2 separate regions of the Sus scrofa genome follow, and region 2 is linked to region 1. A link is a contact called in public Hi-C data. All regions are on one chromosome and are shown on one strand. Each heading gives the region's core, a stretch centred on a gene start, on an enhancer-like site or on the middle of the called end of the contact. The rest is flanking DNA. Distances are from core to core; before and after follow the strand shown. Region 1 has its middle 36 kb from the start of SEMA6A. Region 2 has its middle 170 kb from the start of SEMA6A.

What was found. A called contact is a pair of places that touch in the nucleus more often than the background predicts.
Region 2: a Hi-C map of skeletal muscle shows a contact between it and region 1, with 5 times the contacts expected there. The contact joins two enhancer-like sites. A contact is called at or near these places in 3 of 47 Hi-C or Micro-C datasets (embryonic fibroblasts, liver and skeletal muscle) and 1 of 2 datasets of contacts at active chromatin or transcription factors (skeletal muscle).

The regions. Positions count from the first base shown.
Region 1 is chr2:120,722,161-120,725,718 of Sscrofa11.1, reverse strand. No RefSeq gene overlaps it. Among named protein-coding and RNA genes, the nearest start is that of SEMA6A, 36 kb to the right of the region's middle. Within about 2 kb of position 1,763, at least 27 of the 83 cell types and tissues checked have an H3K27ac peak or open chromatin away from gene starts, as enhancers often do. A contact at or near this core is called in skeletal muscle, where this site is marked.
Region 2 is chr2:120,851,866-120,855,797 of Sscrofa11.1, reverse strand. No RefSeq gene overlaps it. Among named protein-coding and RNA genes, the nearest start is that of SEMA6A, 170 kb to the right of the region's middle. Within about 2 kb of position 2,362, at least 6 of the 83 cell types and tissues checked have an H3K27ac peak or open chromatin away from gene starts, as enhancers often do. A contact at or near this core is called in skeletal muscle, where this site is marked.

The sequences.
Region 1 (3,558 bases), core at 514-3,013:
GCTGCCACATTACCACGAGACAAGACCAGCCCCGGGATGAATCCACCACGGAGGTGGGCAAAGAGGACAGGTGGAAAGAAACATTGATGACACTGCTGAGCTACTGAATTAGAGTAATCCAAAGGTCTGTCCTACCTGTACACTGCCAGCTATGCAGACCAATGAATATACTTCTAATGTTTGTTTAAGCCAGTTATTGTTGGGTTTTTGATTCCTTGCATCTGACACACAAATGGACACAATTTCAGACTGACTGGAAACCCAGCTGTCTGAAGACCTGGATGGAACACAAAAAAATCAGAAAGCAGTTGCCCATTTCAGAGCAAGGGCTTTAAGTGGACCACAAGCCTTAGCTTCCTAAAACATCAGATGATGGTAAGTTATTCTTGCATTTTCAAGTATCTTGAACAGAATGGTAAACTGCAAAGAATTTTAATTTTTTTGTTAATTTTTTATGCCATATAATTGACATAGAACATTGAAAATGTTTTAGGTATGAGACATGAGGATTTTATATTTGTATATACTGTAAGATGATTATCACAAATCTAATTAACATCTGTCACCACACATAGCTACAAATTTCCTTCTTCATGATAAGAACTTTTTTTTTCTTTCCCCAATACATTATTTTTTTTTCTACTGTACAGCATGGTGACCCAGTTACACATACATGTATTCATTCTATTTTCTCAAAGAATTTTAGATAGGGTCTTTCTAGTGGCCTGGGGGTGAAAGTATATCCAAAAGGGAATAACAGACAAAAATGAAGAATATAGATGTGAAAATAAAGAATAACAATACTGTATTGTACTCACTGTGGGCCTGACAGTGTCTTAAGTAGTGGAAAAATTAACCTATTCATTCTTCATAATAACTTTACAATAATATTATATTTATATCCATTTTTTTCTGAGAAGAAAATACAGGTTGGAGTTCCCATTGTGGCTCAGCAGGTTAAGGACACACTGTTGTCTCTGTGAGGATGCAGATTCAATCCCTGGGCTTGCTCAGCTCAGTGGATTAAGGATCCAGCATTGCTGTGGCTGTGGCATAGGCCACAGCTGCAGCTCTAATTCAACCCCTGGCCTGGGAACTTCCATATGCCACAGGCACGGCCATAAAAAGGAAAAAAAAAGGGGGGGGGAAGGGAGGAAGGAAGGGGGAAAGAAAATAGAGGTACCAGAAATGAAGCGCAGTGACCCTAGTCCAGGTCCCATAAGCTCATGAGAACTGCAACCCAAACCAGAGACTGGCCAGCTCCATCACCCTCTGGCGCTTTTGTCTTTTTAGCCCTTAATTGAGGCTGCTGTAGAAAGATCCCACTGCTGAGACTGGTCATTCCCTGAGCATTCTGTACTTGTGAATTCCTTTGAAACTCAGCAGGAGACATACCTAGGATTCAGCTGGGTGAAGCAAAATGTTCAGACAGGGATGTACCTGGCAGAGCCTAAGTGGACAGTGCTTGCAAGTGACTCATGCCCAGGAATGAGGTAAACAGAGGGAGTTCTCCTGCCAGTTACTTGCACAGACTTCACCGCCACCTACTTCCCTGCTGATGTCACAGAGAGTCAAAGTTCCTCCCTGTAAACAGGTCCTACCTTTCTTCCTCACCCTCTATACAGACAAGGAGGTTATATTAGGATGAAAAAGAACCGATTTGCAAGCGGATATCTTTTTGCTTACACTACAACCATGTTAGTTACATCTAATCCAGCTCTAAAAGTAAACAGGACAAAACAATGCATTTAAACTTTTGCTGCTAGGAAGGGATGCTCCTATTGTTTCTCATTGTACAGGAAACAATGAGCTCCGTGAGTTACAGGAGACTGTCTTTATTAAGTTCCTGCATCATCGCCAGGTTGTGCAAGGCACTATAGAAAACAACAAAAAAATGCCTGTGGATGGGTATTATTTTAAAACGTGCATTTGCTGTTCTTCTCTGTATTTTTCAGTTTCTCCTCCTTTTCCCTCTCCCACCCCACCCCATTCCAGCACCAGATCAGATCTCCACTCATTCAGGAGAGGCACACAATAGAGTGGAAAACCGGGCAAACCACAAGCTTTTGTGTCTTTGTTTCACAAAAGCCTCAGCCCAGGGGAGAGAGTCTCTATTCACATCCTGCAGAAACAGGAATGGAGCAGTTCCTCTCCACTCTCCCAGTCCCCCAGGCCTGGGGAAGCCTGGAAGAGGCGGAGGCCTGGACCCCGTCCCAAGAGCAGAGAGTGGAGCCCTGAATTAAGCCGCCCACTAGGAAGGCTGCCAGCCCCGAGAGGGATGGCTCCATTGTGCACGTTGACAGAAATATAAGCCGCCTTCACGAAGACTCCTGGGCTCCCAGCATGACGTGGGAACAGCAGAAGACCATTAAAGCTGAGGACAGAGACGACAGGCTCTCAGGCTCACCCTGTCTGGAGCACTAACAGAGGGTCCAGTGTCCCCTGCCTCGCCAGTATTTGGCTCTGCGGAAGCTCCCAGAACTATGGCAAATTTCCAGAGAAGGGGTTAGGGCATCCCAAGAAGCACGAAAATTTAGTTGTGGTTTGCTTGCGGGCTTGTTTTTCCACCAACCTAACCAAATGGGCCAATGATTGTCAGTTCATAAGATGAGGCACGGAAAGGGAGAAGACGAAGCACCGCCTGTAGAACAGAGTCTTGGGGGGGTGGATCTCATGGCTGCTAAAGGAGAATGCATCATTCTGAGTTTAAAAATCTTCTAGTACAGGGAGCTCCCATCGTGGTGTAGTGGAGATGAATCCGACTAGGAGCCACGAGGTTGCGGGTTCGATCCCTGGCCTTGCTCAGTGGATTAAGGATCCGGCGTTGCCGTGTGGCGTTGCAGACGTGACTCAGATCCCACGCTGTTGTGGCTCTGGCGTAGGCTGGTGGCCACAGCTCCAATTGGACCCCTAGCCTGGGAATCTCCATATGCCGCAGGAGTGGCCCTAGAAGGGGCAAAAAGACAAAAAAAAAAAAAAAAAATCTTCTACTACAGAGGATATGGAGTCAACAAGAATCTGAGACCAAAAAACACAGAAAGTAGCTAAATGATAGAATGCGCGGTAGGAGATAGGATTTTGAGCTAGGGATCCAAAAGAAGCTCCCTGGAAGTAGCATCTGACGAGGTACCCCAGCAGGGTAGGTAACAGGAGGATGTACAGGGCTGGAGGCAGGGTTCTCCAGGCCATGGGTCAGCCTGAGTGAGGACTCAGATGGAGAGCGAGCGTGTGCATTCGACAACGAGAGTCAGGAGATAGTCGACAGACTGAATTGGAGCTGTGGATAACTAGAAAAATAAAGTGGGCGGCCCCGGAGGTCTTGGGAGCCTGGTTCAAGTCTGTACTGGATACCATAAGTTACAAGATGCTAACACAGAGTCTCGAACTGGACGGTGAAATAGTTTTTTAAAAATTACATTTTAGGAGTTCCCATCATGGCTCAGCTGTAACAAACCCAACTAGTATCAGTGAGGACACCAATTCAATCCCTGGCCTCACTCAGCAGGTTAAGGATCCAGCATTGCTGTGAGCTGTGGTGTAGGCAGCAGACGAGGCTCA
Region 2 (3,932 bases), core at 1,113-3,612, 130 kb before region 1:
TTCACCCACAGGAACAAACGTCTATCAGGTTTCCGCAGCGGGTGGGAGCTCGGAGAGCCCTCACAGTCACTGCTTACTAAAGCAAGCTTTAGCGGCGCTCTCTCCTTTCCTGTTTTATCCCTAGAGTCCATTGCCAGAGACCCTTCACCTCCAACAACTGCTGACTCAGAGGTGGTTTATAGAGGGACCCAAACTAATACAAAGCTCCAGCCTTTCAACCATCCCGTTTCCTCCAACACACAGGTGTTTCCCTAATACCTTAGGTTGGTCCTTGAAGCTCCTTGGTCTTAAGATGAGGTCAGGTGAAAATGCGGATCCGTTGAGAGAGGCCCCCCCCCAGCAAGCACTGTAGTCCATGCATACCTTAGAGAGCACAAAGGATGTGACCCCAAGCTGGGTGGATGGGACTGAATGAGAGAAGCCAAGAGCAGGGTGTGGAGGGGGCCACACAGGAAAGAGGAAGGAGGGTGCTCATCCCTCCACTCTCCTCCTTGGCTGGGAAAAGTGGTCCTAGGGTGCACGCGGCTCTAACGCCAATCAGAATTCTGCAGCTGAGACCAGTCCCCTTGATTTCACTAGCCAGTGCCGAGCTCTCCTAAACCTTCATAGCCTCATCTTTAAAATGGAAATAGTGGCGCTCCCCCTGATGCAGTGGGTTAAGGATCTGGCATTGTCACTGCAGCGGCTTGGATAGCTACTGCAGTGCGGGAACTTCCACATGCCATGGGCGTGGCCAAAATAATGAAAATACTAATAATGATAATAATGCCATTTACCGCAGAAAGTTATTAGAATTAAATGAAATATTCCATGCAAGGCACTAAGCACAGTGCTTGGCACATAATAAGTTTAACCATTATCTTATCATGAATTAACACTTTCTCATGATAAATGATAAATTATAATTATGAATTATAATTTAAAACGGTGTGGTTTACACCTTGTTTTTTTGTTTTTGTTTTTTTGTCTTTTTAGGGCCACACCCACAGCATATGGAGGTTTCCAGTGTAGGGGTCGAATAAGGAGCTGTGCTGCCAGCCTACACCACAGCCACAGCAATGCCAGATCCGAGCCACGTCTGCAACATACATTACAGCTCGTGGCAACACCAGATCCTTTAACCCATTGAGTGAGGCCAGGGATCAAACCTGCGTCCTCATGCATGCCAGTCAGATTTGTTTCCACTGAGCCATGAAGGGAGATCCCTACACCTTGAATTTTTGATTTGTCCTCCTAACCTGCCAAAGGAGGCAAGACCCAAAGCCAGGTCAGAACTGCTGCTCTGTTGCTCTGGCTTCTCCTCATCCCTCACTCAGCGGCGCGCACACACACCAGCCCTGCTGACTGTTCTGGTCCATTTCCTTCCTGAACTGTGACACAGGAACCCCAGAGCAAGGGTGTGGAGAGACAGGATCTCACATGCTTTGAAAGATGCAGAGCAACGACAATGAAAACAAAACAGAAGGGAGAAAAACCATAATACTTGTGGATGCAAGGTTAAACTCTCGTGTAAGAAGCCCATTACCCCACATCCTCTCCTGTCCAGCGCCTCTTCACTGCGTGAGCCATTCTGCAGCATCGGCAGCCTTCCAGGGCCATTTTTCAGGCGCTCTGCAGCAGATGTGATAATTATAAAATGCGCCATCAGAGAACTAGGGTATTTATTTGTTTTCCTTAATTTCAATTTTTACTACCTTTCCTTTAAAAACAGCAAGACACAGATTGAGCCATAAACTGTCAGATTTCGTATCTTATGAGGCTACCAATTTCCTGAAATGTGCGATGATTTAAATTTCCAATCAAACAGACAGATAGGAAAATGCATTCCAACTCCAGCAGGAGTTGTAAAGCTCTCAAGCCCTGTTTTTCCCCCTTTTCATCTTTACCACATCAGACTATTGATGTAGACACAGAAAATAAGTGCCCATCTAAAACGAGATGTAGTTCATCAGAACCAGGTCCTGGATGGCTAGAAGTAATTCTGGACACCTCACCAAAGACCCCCTTTTCATCCAATCCCAGTGGGTTTAGACCGAAATGTGCTGGCTGTGATGTCAAGAATCAAGAAGATTGGGCAAACTGCAAGTTAAGAATCAGGAGGCAGAATGGCTGGAATCCTGCCTAGAAAATAGTGTTGGAAGGCAGCCATGTAAAAACTAATACATTTGCAAAGACCAATCCAGACAATTAGGACAAGTCCTCCGTAGGCAACCTAACAGGTGTCACTCATTTTCCGTTGCTATTGTTGTCCTTATTTGTTTTTGTCTGGTGGTTTGTTTTTCCTTTGGATGGACAAGGCGGGGCGGGGGAGGGAGGAAGAGAAAATAGGACATACACTTTTGAGCATGATTTCCCAGATGGAACCCTTTGCCTGGCAACTTTAACACCGTGAAGCTTGCCTGGTTCTGGCAGATAAGGGTTTGAATGCTAGTAGTTGAGCTGGGAAGTGATCCCAGGAAATAGCGGTAGGGGAGTAGGAGTCAGGTGGGGAAAGGAAAGAAGGAAGCCAGAACATAGTGAGTTAATACACAGGGTTTCACCATGAGTAAGTGGGACGCAGTCCTTCTGGAACACCCCCAGACTCTAGCAAGCCTCAGAGTCGCCCCAAGTCTGGAGGCATCAAAGCTGGGGTATTTACCCATAGTTCCTGAATGAGAGCTGCTCCCAGGGTCATTAACTCTGAGGATGGAGCCAGACTGTGGGAGTCTGCAGGACAGTGGCTGCCGAGGAGGTATAGCCAGGACACCAGCAGCACTGGCTCCAAGCTCTCCTCTTTATCGTACACCCTGTTCCAGGCCCAGAAGCAGCTGGTGGCCAGGAGCCAAAGCAAGCACCAGGAAAACCCATTCCAGTAAGAGCCAGCATCCCTGAAAAAGGAAATGGTACCATGAACATGTGGTGATGTTTTGCGAGGAGTGCTATTGTGGGCTCTGAAAAGGGTCCTCTGAGAGGATTTGCAATGCCTATCAAACCATCCAGAAAGGAGCTTCCAGCTCAGCGGTGTGATGGCGTTCAATGGGTAACAGGCATGGAAAAGCAAAGGCCTCCTGGGACCCCAAGCTAATTAAATGCAATCCTCTTTCTCCTTCCTTCACTGCTGAAATACATCAGCCAAAATCTTCTAAAAAGCCCTAACTTTGCAGCTATATTCATCTCTTTAATTACTGTGTCTGGTTCACTTTATTTGCAATCACAGGGAGTTTTTTACAACATTTTCACATCTTGGTGCAAGGTGTGAAAGAAACATAAAGACCCCAAGGAAGGGGGAGGGAAAATGCTCACTGGCCTTTCTCTTCGTCACTGAAAAGGTATTTAAACGACTCAAAACTGAAGGGAGCATAAGTGAGCAGAGCACTAAGGCTGGAGGGACCCTAGGACTAAATTTGAATTAAAAGAGGGACAGCCAAAGTGATGTGTGGAGTGGGGCCTGGGGTATGTCACCAGATCCTCCCATGAGAACCAAAAGCTTCTTTTCCAAAGAGCGTTGTGGGCTGACAGCCCATAGCCCGGTTCTTCTTTGGGATTTAGCTGAAGCGAGCATATGTGCCCAAGGCTCCTCCCCCCCCCCCCCGCAATAAGTATAACAGAGCGGGATCCTAAAGGGGCTTCCTAGAACAGACCCCCACACATGTCCTACTTCTGCCTCCTGTCTGCAAAAAAACTTTAATTTCCTAGGCCTTCCCCAAATTCTAAGTACGTTTAATCAGAGAAGTGAGAAAATGCAGAAAGGAAAATGATCAAACAAGACAAAATAATAATTAGCCACTAAACAGAGTCAAGGACTTTTAGTTCTTTCTCAAGGGCTAGAAACAATATTCTAAGCCATACCCTTGGAACTGCTTTGCAGAGGCTGAAACCCCTACCAGGTGGAAGAAATTAACTGTGCTGCCCACCAGCATGGAGACCCTAGAGCAGTTGGAACCAGAAGGTTG